Regions from separate parts of the Mus musculus genome. Here region 1 is linked to region 2. Evidence: chromatin contacts called from public Hi-C data. All regions are on one chromosome and are shown on one strand. Each heading gives the region's core, a stretch centred on a gene start, on an enhancer-like site or on the middle of the called end of the contact. The rest is flanking DNA. Distances are from core to core; before and after follow the strand shown.

Region 1 (4,275 bases), core at 88-2,587, 73 kb after region 2:
GTACGTTCAGTCCAGCAGCTGCTGCAGTAATTTAACAGTTTGATGGTAATGCAAGCAGAGAATTACATCAGACAGATGAACAGTATCCATGTTCATGGGCAAAGTAACTCTTAGATTTTACTTTTAATAGAAATTGAAGAATAAAATTTCATGATATGGTCTTTTGAAAAATGACTACAGAGATAAAGTCAATATTTATATTCTGGAAAGGCTCACTACTCCTTTCCCTGAGATAGCATCTTTAACTAGCAGGTTGTTTCCTGAGATATGACACAGAACTACTAAACATGGACAACAAAATTCTAAAGGGTGTGAGGGTAAATTTTCATTCTAATACAATGTTTTCATTAATTCCTTGGTCATTCCTATAGTGTCATTTCGATCATATTAAGAAATCGAGTTGTCCAGATTCACAGGGACTTAGAAAATCATGTTGTGTGTTTACTTTTTAGGGCTCTCTTGCTACTTGCCAGTTATCTGAGCCATTGTTGTGGTTTATCTTGAGAGTGTTGGATACTAGTGATGCATTGAAAGCTTTCCATGATATGGGTAAGAAAAAAAATCTCCTATGCTGTCATTCTAGCATGGTCCTTTCAGCTAACATTGTGGCATGGTCATTTTTGTACTCTGAATCTTCACTTGTTTCTAGGATTCTTTTCATTTAGTATTCTTTGTGAATTTAGGTGGAGTTCAGCTCATATGCAATAATATGGTTACCAGTACAAGGGCTATTGTGAACACTGCAAGAAGTATGGTATCAACTATTATGAAATTTCTTGATTCTGGACCAAATAAAGCTGTTGACAGCACTTTGAAAACAAGGATCCTGGCCTCTGAGCCTGACAATGCAGAAGGAATCCATAACTTTGCACCACTTGGTAAGATAGTGGTTATGCCTCTTACTATGACTCAGCTCTGTGTTCTGATGAGGTGAAGCAAAATTAGTTGTGGACACAAGTTGAAACTAGATTAGTACAATTTTAAATAAAAAAATTCCTTTTATAGGCTGTTGGGTCCAAAACATTCTACTAAGTACAACATTTTTAGGTCAGTTCTCTCTTCAAATGTTAATCACCTTAAAAGGACTTAAACATTGATATGTTTTACATTTTTAATTTAGGTGTTTATTCCTTCATACTGCATTTCTTTCATGCTTTTCTTATTGTTGTTTCATGAACATCTGAGAAATAAAGACCATTATTTTCATGGTTAAAGAAATTATAGTCCTCAAGAGTTTTCTACTTAATTTAAAAATTACCCTAGACATGTGCTCACTAATGGTCACTTGTCCTCTGACTAATAGTTGACTGGCTATTTTGGGACTACTGTTGATCATCATGCTTGGTGACTGACAGTGTAGCTATTCCAGCAGATGTTTATTTTCTGCTGGTTGTTATAGCTTCATATGGTATCATCTGAGTATTTCTCGTGTTCTCCTGCATCCTTTTCACACGTTTGCATGCTGTTTCCCACTGTTTCCTTGTAGGTACCATCACTTCTAGTAGTCCTACTGCCCAGCCAGCTGAGGTGCTCCTGCAAGCCACACCGCCCCATCGAAGAGCTCGTTCTGCTGCTTGGTCCTACATCTTTCTGCCTGAGGAAGCCTGGTGTGACCTTACCATCCACCTTCCGTCAGCAGTGCTGCTGAAGGAGATACACATTCAACCTCACCTCGCATCTCTCGCAAGTGCGTACTGTGAGGAGTGCTGCGAGTGACAGGCAGGGAAGACCGGAAGTGCTCTCAGCAAGCCCTCCTGTGCTCACCTTTGGTGTTAGGTCATGGGTACATGTGTTTAATCGCTGTGGGCTCCCTCCCTCCCTCCCCTCCTCCACCCCCCCCTTCTGTATAATTCACTTGGTTCTTAATTGAATATATTTTATCAGAACATTTTAAGGTAAATTCCTTAAAATACTTGGAAAATCAGTTCCAGATTAAGTAGAGACAGATTTTTTTTGTAGAATATTCAGTAACAATGCTTGATAATATTTTTCCATTTAAAGTCACTTAGCTTCTTTCAGCATACTCACAGTTTATATTGAGATGGTCACATTCATTTGTGTTCAATGTTATTCAATTGAAAACCTTGGGAGATTTCATAGATTTTTAGTATGTTTGGAAGAATATTTTTATTTTTAAGGTAGACTATAATCTAGTTATATTCAAACTATTACCTAATCTCATCCAAATAATATAAGGTGAACGTCAGACATAATGTCATGTCCCTGTAATTTCATGTCATGGGAACATGAGGGAGGACAGTTTTGAACTTGAGGCCAGCCTGTGTTTCCAGATGAAATAAAACAAAAATAGTAACATACCCAGATGTCCCTCAACAGAGGAATAGATACAGAAAATGTGGTACATTTACACAATGGAGTACTACACAGCAATTAAAAACAATGAATTATGAAATTCTTAGACAAATGGATGAATCTGGTGGATATCATCCTGAGTGAGGTAACCAATCACAAAAGAACACACATGATATGCACTCACTGATAAGTGGATATTAGCTCAGAATCCTTCCTAGAAGGGGGAACACAATACCCATGGAAGGAGTTACAGTGACAAAGTTTGGAGCAGAGACTGAAGGAACGACCATCCAGAGACTGCCCCACTTGGGGATCCATCCCATAAACAACCACTAAACCCAGACACTATGGCAGATACCAACAGGAGCTTGCTGACAGAAGCCTGATATAGCTGTCTCCTGAGAGGCTCTGCCAGTGCCTGACAAATACAGAAGTGGATGCTTACAGCCATCCATTGGACAGAGTACCGGGTCCCCAATGGAGGAGCTAGAGAACATACCAAAGGAGCTGAAGGGGTTTGCAGCCCTATAGGAGGAAATTTAATATGAACTAACCAATATCTCCAGAGCTCCTTGGGACTAAACCACCAATCAAAGAAAACACATGGTGAGACTTGTGGCTCTAGCTGTATATGTAGCAGAGGATGGCCTAGTCGGTCATCAATGGGAGAAGAGGCCCTTGGTCCTGTGAAGGTTCTATGCCCCAGTATAGGGGACTGCTAGGACCAGGAATGAGAGTGGGTGGGTTGGGGAGCAGGGAGAGTGGGGAGGGGATAGGGGATTTTCGGAGGGGAAACTAGGAAAGGGGATAACATTTGAAATGTAAATAAAGAAAATATCTAATTAAAAAAAAAAGAATAACGGGCTGGTGAGATGGCTCAGTGGGTAAGAGCACCCGACTGCTCTTCCGAAGGTCCGAAGTTCAAATCCCAGCAACCATCCATAATGAGATCTGACTCCCTCTTCTGGAGTATCTGAGGATAGCTACAGTGTACTTACATGTAATAAATAAATAAATAAATCTTTAAAAAAAAAAAAAAAAGAATAACATATACTAAAACCTTACTTTAGCAGGCCATAAACTATTTTAAAAGACAAAGTACTGCTTGACAGGGTAGCATAGGCCTACCTTCCTATCTACTTAGTCTTCAGCAGGAGGATTTACAGTTGAGTATCTGCATGGGTATCTTGTGAGTAGACAGCTAGAGAAACCTAGTGTGCAGATAGAAACCGAGACGTGATCTAGTGGCATGGAGTCCTTTCCTAGTAAGCTTTGCATCAAGCTCTAAGCTGCAGTTCAAGTATTGCGATCTGAAATGAGAAAGCTTTTGTTTGGGAGGAAAACAGTTTGTTTGAAAGTGGATAGATTTTGCCTGTGAGAATTTGGAACTCAAGTACAGTGTGGGTAGAGAAAGCTGGTATTTATGCATTCTTAACTAACAGATAACTTTCTGGTGGTTTAGGGCAGGGACTCAATATATGTTCCAGTGAAAATTGAATAGATTTATTATTAAATGGTGGTAGAAATTTCAGTTGTTTGATTCCTTAAAGTGTATTGCTCATGTAAAATACAGCCGTTATTAGTTTCTTGAAAATGTTTTTGAAGTTACAGTTTACAAACTTTAAAAAAATTTCTCTAACCCTTAATGTAAGCCTGCCATTTAATTGACAATTAATAAAATTATACTTAGTATAGAAATAAACCAATTTTTAAGATTTTTCTTTGATAGCTATGTTTGCCCCATAGGCCTCTGTGCTATGCAGGGAGCAGAATGTCCCATTAGGAGTTTCCATTTGTTACCTCACTGGCACTCCTATGTAACAAAAACTGTTTTACTCTTAAAATTTGAAACCGTTTGGTTAAGATTTAAAATGTAAATAAAAGGCGAAACTAGTTGTGATGTTAACAGTGTTGCAAATCTTACAGTATTGAACCGATTGGTAATTACTATTCTGGTCTTCT
Region 2 (3,997 bases), core at 788-3,287:
GTTGATACGCTCTTTTAAAGCAAAAGAAAACCCAGAACAAAGTCCAGCCTTGGTGCTCTGCCCCTTTTGCTTGACTTCTGGTTACTCTCCTTCCAGAGGCAATGGGAGTCCTGTGGATTACCAGTAAATAGAAACACTTCTGACTTTGTGTGGCACAAGATGCAATATGTTTAATCTTCACATATCAAATGTGGGTTTCATTAACTTTAGGAACAACATAATTTGAGATTAAAAGCTGGGTTTAAAGTTATTACAGTATAACTTGTTTAGGAATTACTTTTGACTCATTTTGACTCAACCAGGAATAGCCACTACAATCCACCCCTTGTCAACTTGACACAAATAATATCTCATGTTCACATGAAACAATAACAAGGTTGTGAATATGCCTAACATGATATAACTATCCCTCGTACAATCGCAAACGCATTTGTAAATTTACAATGGGCATTCATATTACTTAGAATCCTCGTTTCTGCAACTGGTTACGTGGCCTTAATTGGTATTTATAACTACCTTCCTCTACTACCCATTCTGTACTTCCTTCACCTTCAGCCAGCACCTCAGCAGGTCTTGGCTCTTTTCCTGGAGGATTGACCCATACCTTTATTCCTGATGTGTCTGCGTCCTTTGTCATCCTGCTTGGATTAGGCTGTTGTAGTTTCCCATTTTGACTCAAAGCATTGACACAATTCTCAATGTACTCAGTGAGTATTTGATAGCATACTTAATTTAAATAAAGTAACATGTTTCTCTAGATGCTATACTTGTTATATATATTTCTTTTTTGAGACAGGCTCTCGAGTATCTATCCTACATTGACTTTGAACTCTTGATCTTACCTCTGACCTCAAGTGCTGAGATAAGACATTTACTACACTGCCTGGCTTTGTGTATTTTGCTGAGTTGACAAAGATGTTCTGAATTTCATTTTTGAGGACACTATGGCATTGATAAAATTAATGATATTTTATTAGCTTTAAAACAAAGGTAGTATTAACTAAGTTTTGTAACTTGCCTGTAATTTATCTTGTATGATTTGTAACTTGCCTATAATTTATCTTGTATGATTGTTACTTTTTAAAATATTTTTGTCACCTAAAAGCTGAATAGTATGGGCATAAATATGTTTATTGTAGAAGAATTGGCAAAGGCAGGAATGAGAATGAAAGAGAACATAGAGAACCCGTTGAAGCAGTTATTTGGCTAAATTGCTTTGACTCCTGGTGCTCTCCTGTACCGCTCAGAAGCTCTCTGGGTTTGCGAATGAAAGACAGACAGACAGACAGACAGACATGCACACGCACACGCACATGCAACAGTTAATTTTAGTATGCCTTGACCTGGCTAGCATACATTTCCCTCCAGTACCCTGGCTCCAACACCTTCTAAATCTATGTTTCATCTCTGCTGCCCTGTTACCTTCTGGGCAGCCCCTCCCATAGGACTATTGCCCTTACCACCTACATTTTGGATGAATTTTCTTCTGTAGCTCTAAATCTGATCTGGCTCCCCTACCCCCACCCCGCTCCCCCTTCCTTCTGCCCTCCGACATGGCAATCCCCCCTTTCTCTCTCCCAGTCTCCAACGCGCACGAATCTAAAGGTCCTGTCTCAGTCTACCTGCCCTGCTATTGGCCTTTGGCTCTTTATTGATTGATCAAAATCCAATTGTGGACAAGGACCTTCAGCATTTGGACACACAGATTCCCAATTTTGGGGGCCGATTAATTCAAAGCCTTAGAACCAATCCCCAACAACCTGTATTCATGCTATCTAGTTATGGGAGTGTTCTTTTTTTAAAGCAAATGTTGGATCAATTTATATGCATTATAATTTTTATCATAAAGTATTTTAGAAATAGATCATTATGTTTTTGTAGACCAATTAGATCTGTAATGTCAAGACCATTGAATTCTTTCCTTATAAAAACTGTATTTTATGTTTTATCTCAGTATGCCTGGGTGGTAATTGGTTAATACTAAAGTTCTTCTGTAGTTGAAACCTAATGTGTTCTGTTCCTGTTTTGAATTTGCTTATCCTAGCTCCCAAGTGCAGTATTTTTTTTTTTTTTGGAAGAGTTTTTTTTTTTTTTTTTTAAACTTCTGATTCGGATTTGAATACTTGAAGCTCTTAGCAGGTGATCTTATGCTTGTTTTACATCCTTTTTATTATTTTAAATTGTAGTGAGTTGGGGTTGGTTTCTGGTGATACTGCTCAGTGGGAGAGCAATTGCCCAATATTCAGGAAGCTCAGTACTGAGCAATAATAATAAGCTAATCTGTGACTCAGAGCTGACTGCATCTGTCTGTTAATACCATTTACAAAAAACTTAAGGCACAGAACCTTTGTCAGCATTGTCTTAGTAAACAGTTGTAGACATTGCCTTGGAATGCTGTATTATGCTCCTCCTCCTCTTCTCCATCTCCATCTCCATCTCCTTCTCCTTCTCCTTCTCCATCTCCATCTCCTTCTCCATCTCCTCCTCCTCCTCCTCCTCCTCCTGCTCCTCCTCCTCCTCCTGCTCCTCCTCCTCCTTCTCCTCCTCCTCCTCCTCCTCCTTCTCCTCCTCCTTCTCCTCCTCCTCCTCCTCCTTCTCCTCCTCCTCCTCCTGCTCCTCCTCCTCCTCCTCCTTCTCCTCCTCCTCCTCCTGCTCCTCCTCCTCCTCCTCCTGCTCCTCCTCCTCCTCCTGCTCCTCCTGCTCCTGCTCCTCCTCCTTCTCCTCCTCCTGCTCCTCCTGCTTCTCCTTCTCCTCCTCCTCCTGCTCCTCCTCCTCTTCCTTCTCCTCCTCCTCCTTCTCCTCCTCCTCCTTCTCCTCCTCCTCCTCCTTCTCCTCCTCCTTCTCCTTCTCATCCTGCTTCTTCTCCTCCTCCTTCTCCTCCTCCTTCTCCTCCTCCTGCTCCTTCTCCTTCTTCTCCTTCTCCTTCTCCTCCTCCTGCTCCTTCTCCTTCTCCTCCTCCTCCTGCTCCTGCTCCTCCTCCTCCTTCTCCTCCTCCTGCTCCTTCTCCTTCTCCTCCTCCTGCTCCTCCTCCTCCTCCTCCTCCTGCTCCTCCTCCTCCTCCTCCTGCTCCTCCTCCTCCTGCTCCTCCTCCTCCTGCTCCTGCTCCTCCTCCTCCTTCTCCTCCTCCTCCTCCTTCTCCTCCTCCTTCTCCTTCTCCTCCTGCTTCTCCTCCTCCTCCTCCTCCTCCTCCTTCTCCTCCTCCTCCTCCTTCTCCTCCTGCTTCTCCTTCTCCTCCTCCTCCTCCTCCTCCTCCTTCTCCTCCTGCTTCTCCTTCTTCTCCTCCTCCTTCTCCTCCTCCTGCTCCTCCTCCTGCTCCTTCTCCTTCTCCTTCTCCTCCTGCTCCTCCTCCTGCTCCTCCTCCTTCTTCTCCTTCTCCTCCTCCTTCTCCTCCTGCTCCTTCTCCTTCTCCTCCTGCTCCTCCTCCTTCTCCTCCTCCTCCTCCTTCTCCTTCTCCTCCTCCTCCTCCTCCTGCTCCTCCTTCTTCTCCTCCTGCTCCTCCTCCTCTTCCTCTTTCTTCTTTCTTCTACTTTCTTCTTCTTTTTCTTTTTTCCAAGAAAGGTTGGTGTAGTTTAGAGACAAGGCCCCCCAGATGCCCTGGAAGTTTGAGCAAATGTCCTTTTGCCTCAGCCTTTCTAGTAGCAGGAAAGATAGGTGCAGGCTTGATAGTCTGGCCGAAGTCTTAAGTAGAGATTGCCATTTATATGTAAAACAGCATTAGTATATAAGCATTGTGACTTTTAGTACAGTATATTATTCTGGAAAATGAGACTTGCCTTTTTTTTTGTTTGTTTGTTTTCAAGACAGGGTTTCTTTCTCTGCATAGCCTTGGCTGTCCTGGAACTAACTCTGTGGATCGGGGTGGCCCCGAACTCAGAAATCTGCCTGTCTCTGCCTCCCAAGTGCTGGGATTAATGGCATGCATCACCACTGCCTGGGAGAATTGCTTTTCTTTCTTTCTTTCTTTCTTTTTTTTTTTTTAATAAAATACATCTTTTAG

The links. A called contact is a pair of places that touch in the nucleus more often than the background predicts.
Region 1: a contact with region 2 is called in a Hi-C map of bone marrow-derived macrophages, with 24 read pairs. The contact joins two enhancer-like sites. A contact is called at or near these places in 9 of 39 promoter capture datasets (the C10 cell line, the HPC-7 cell line, cranial neural crest and 4 more), 1 of 15 datasets of contacts at CTCF or cohesin (the NIH/3T3 cell line), 4 of 484 Hi-C or Micro-C datasets (bone marrow-derived macrophages, liver, myeloid progenitors and 1 more), 2 of 115 datasets of contacts at active chromatin or transcription factors (embryonic stem cells and extraembryonic endoderm stem cells) and 3 of 9 other capture datasets (adipose tissue, liver and pancreatic islet).

The regions. Positions count from the first base shown.
Region 1 is chr17:74,641,809-74,646,083 of GRCm38.p6, forward strand. It overlaps Birc6 (baculoviral IAP repeat-containing 6), which reads left to right. Exons shown (of 73, transcript NM_007566.3): 47 at 453-549; 48 at 684-878; 49 at 1,487-1,687. Among named protein-coding and RNA genes, the nearest start is that of Ttc27, 74 kb to the right of the region's middle. Within about 2 kb of position 1,338, at least 13 of the 459 cell types and tissues checked have an H3K27ac peak or open chromatin away from gene starts, as enhancers often do. A contact at or near this core is called in bone marrow-derived macrophages, where this site is marked.
Region 2 is chr17:74,568,509-74,572,505 of GRCm38.p6, forward strand. All of the region lies in intron 7 of Birc6 (baculoviral IAP repeat-containing 6), which reads left to right. Among named protein-coding and RNA genes, the nearest start is that of Birc6, 42 kb to the left of the region's middle. Within about 2 kb of position 2,038, at least 11 of the 459 cell types and tissues checked have an H3K27ac peak or open chromatin away from gene starts, as enhancers often do. A contact at or near this core is called in bone marrow-derived macrophages, where this site is marked.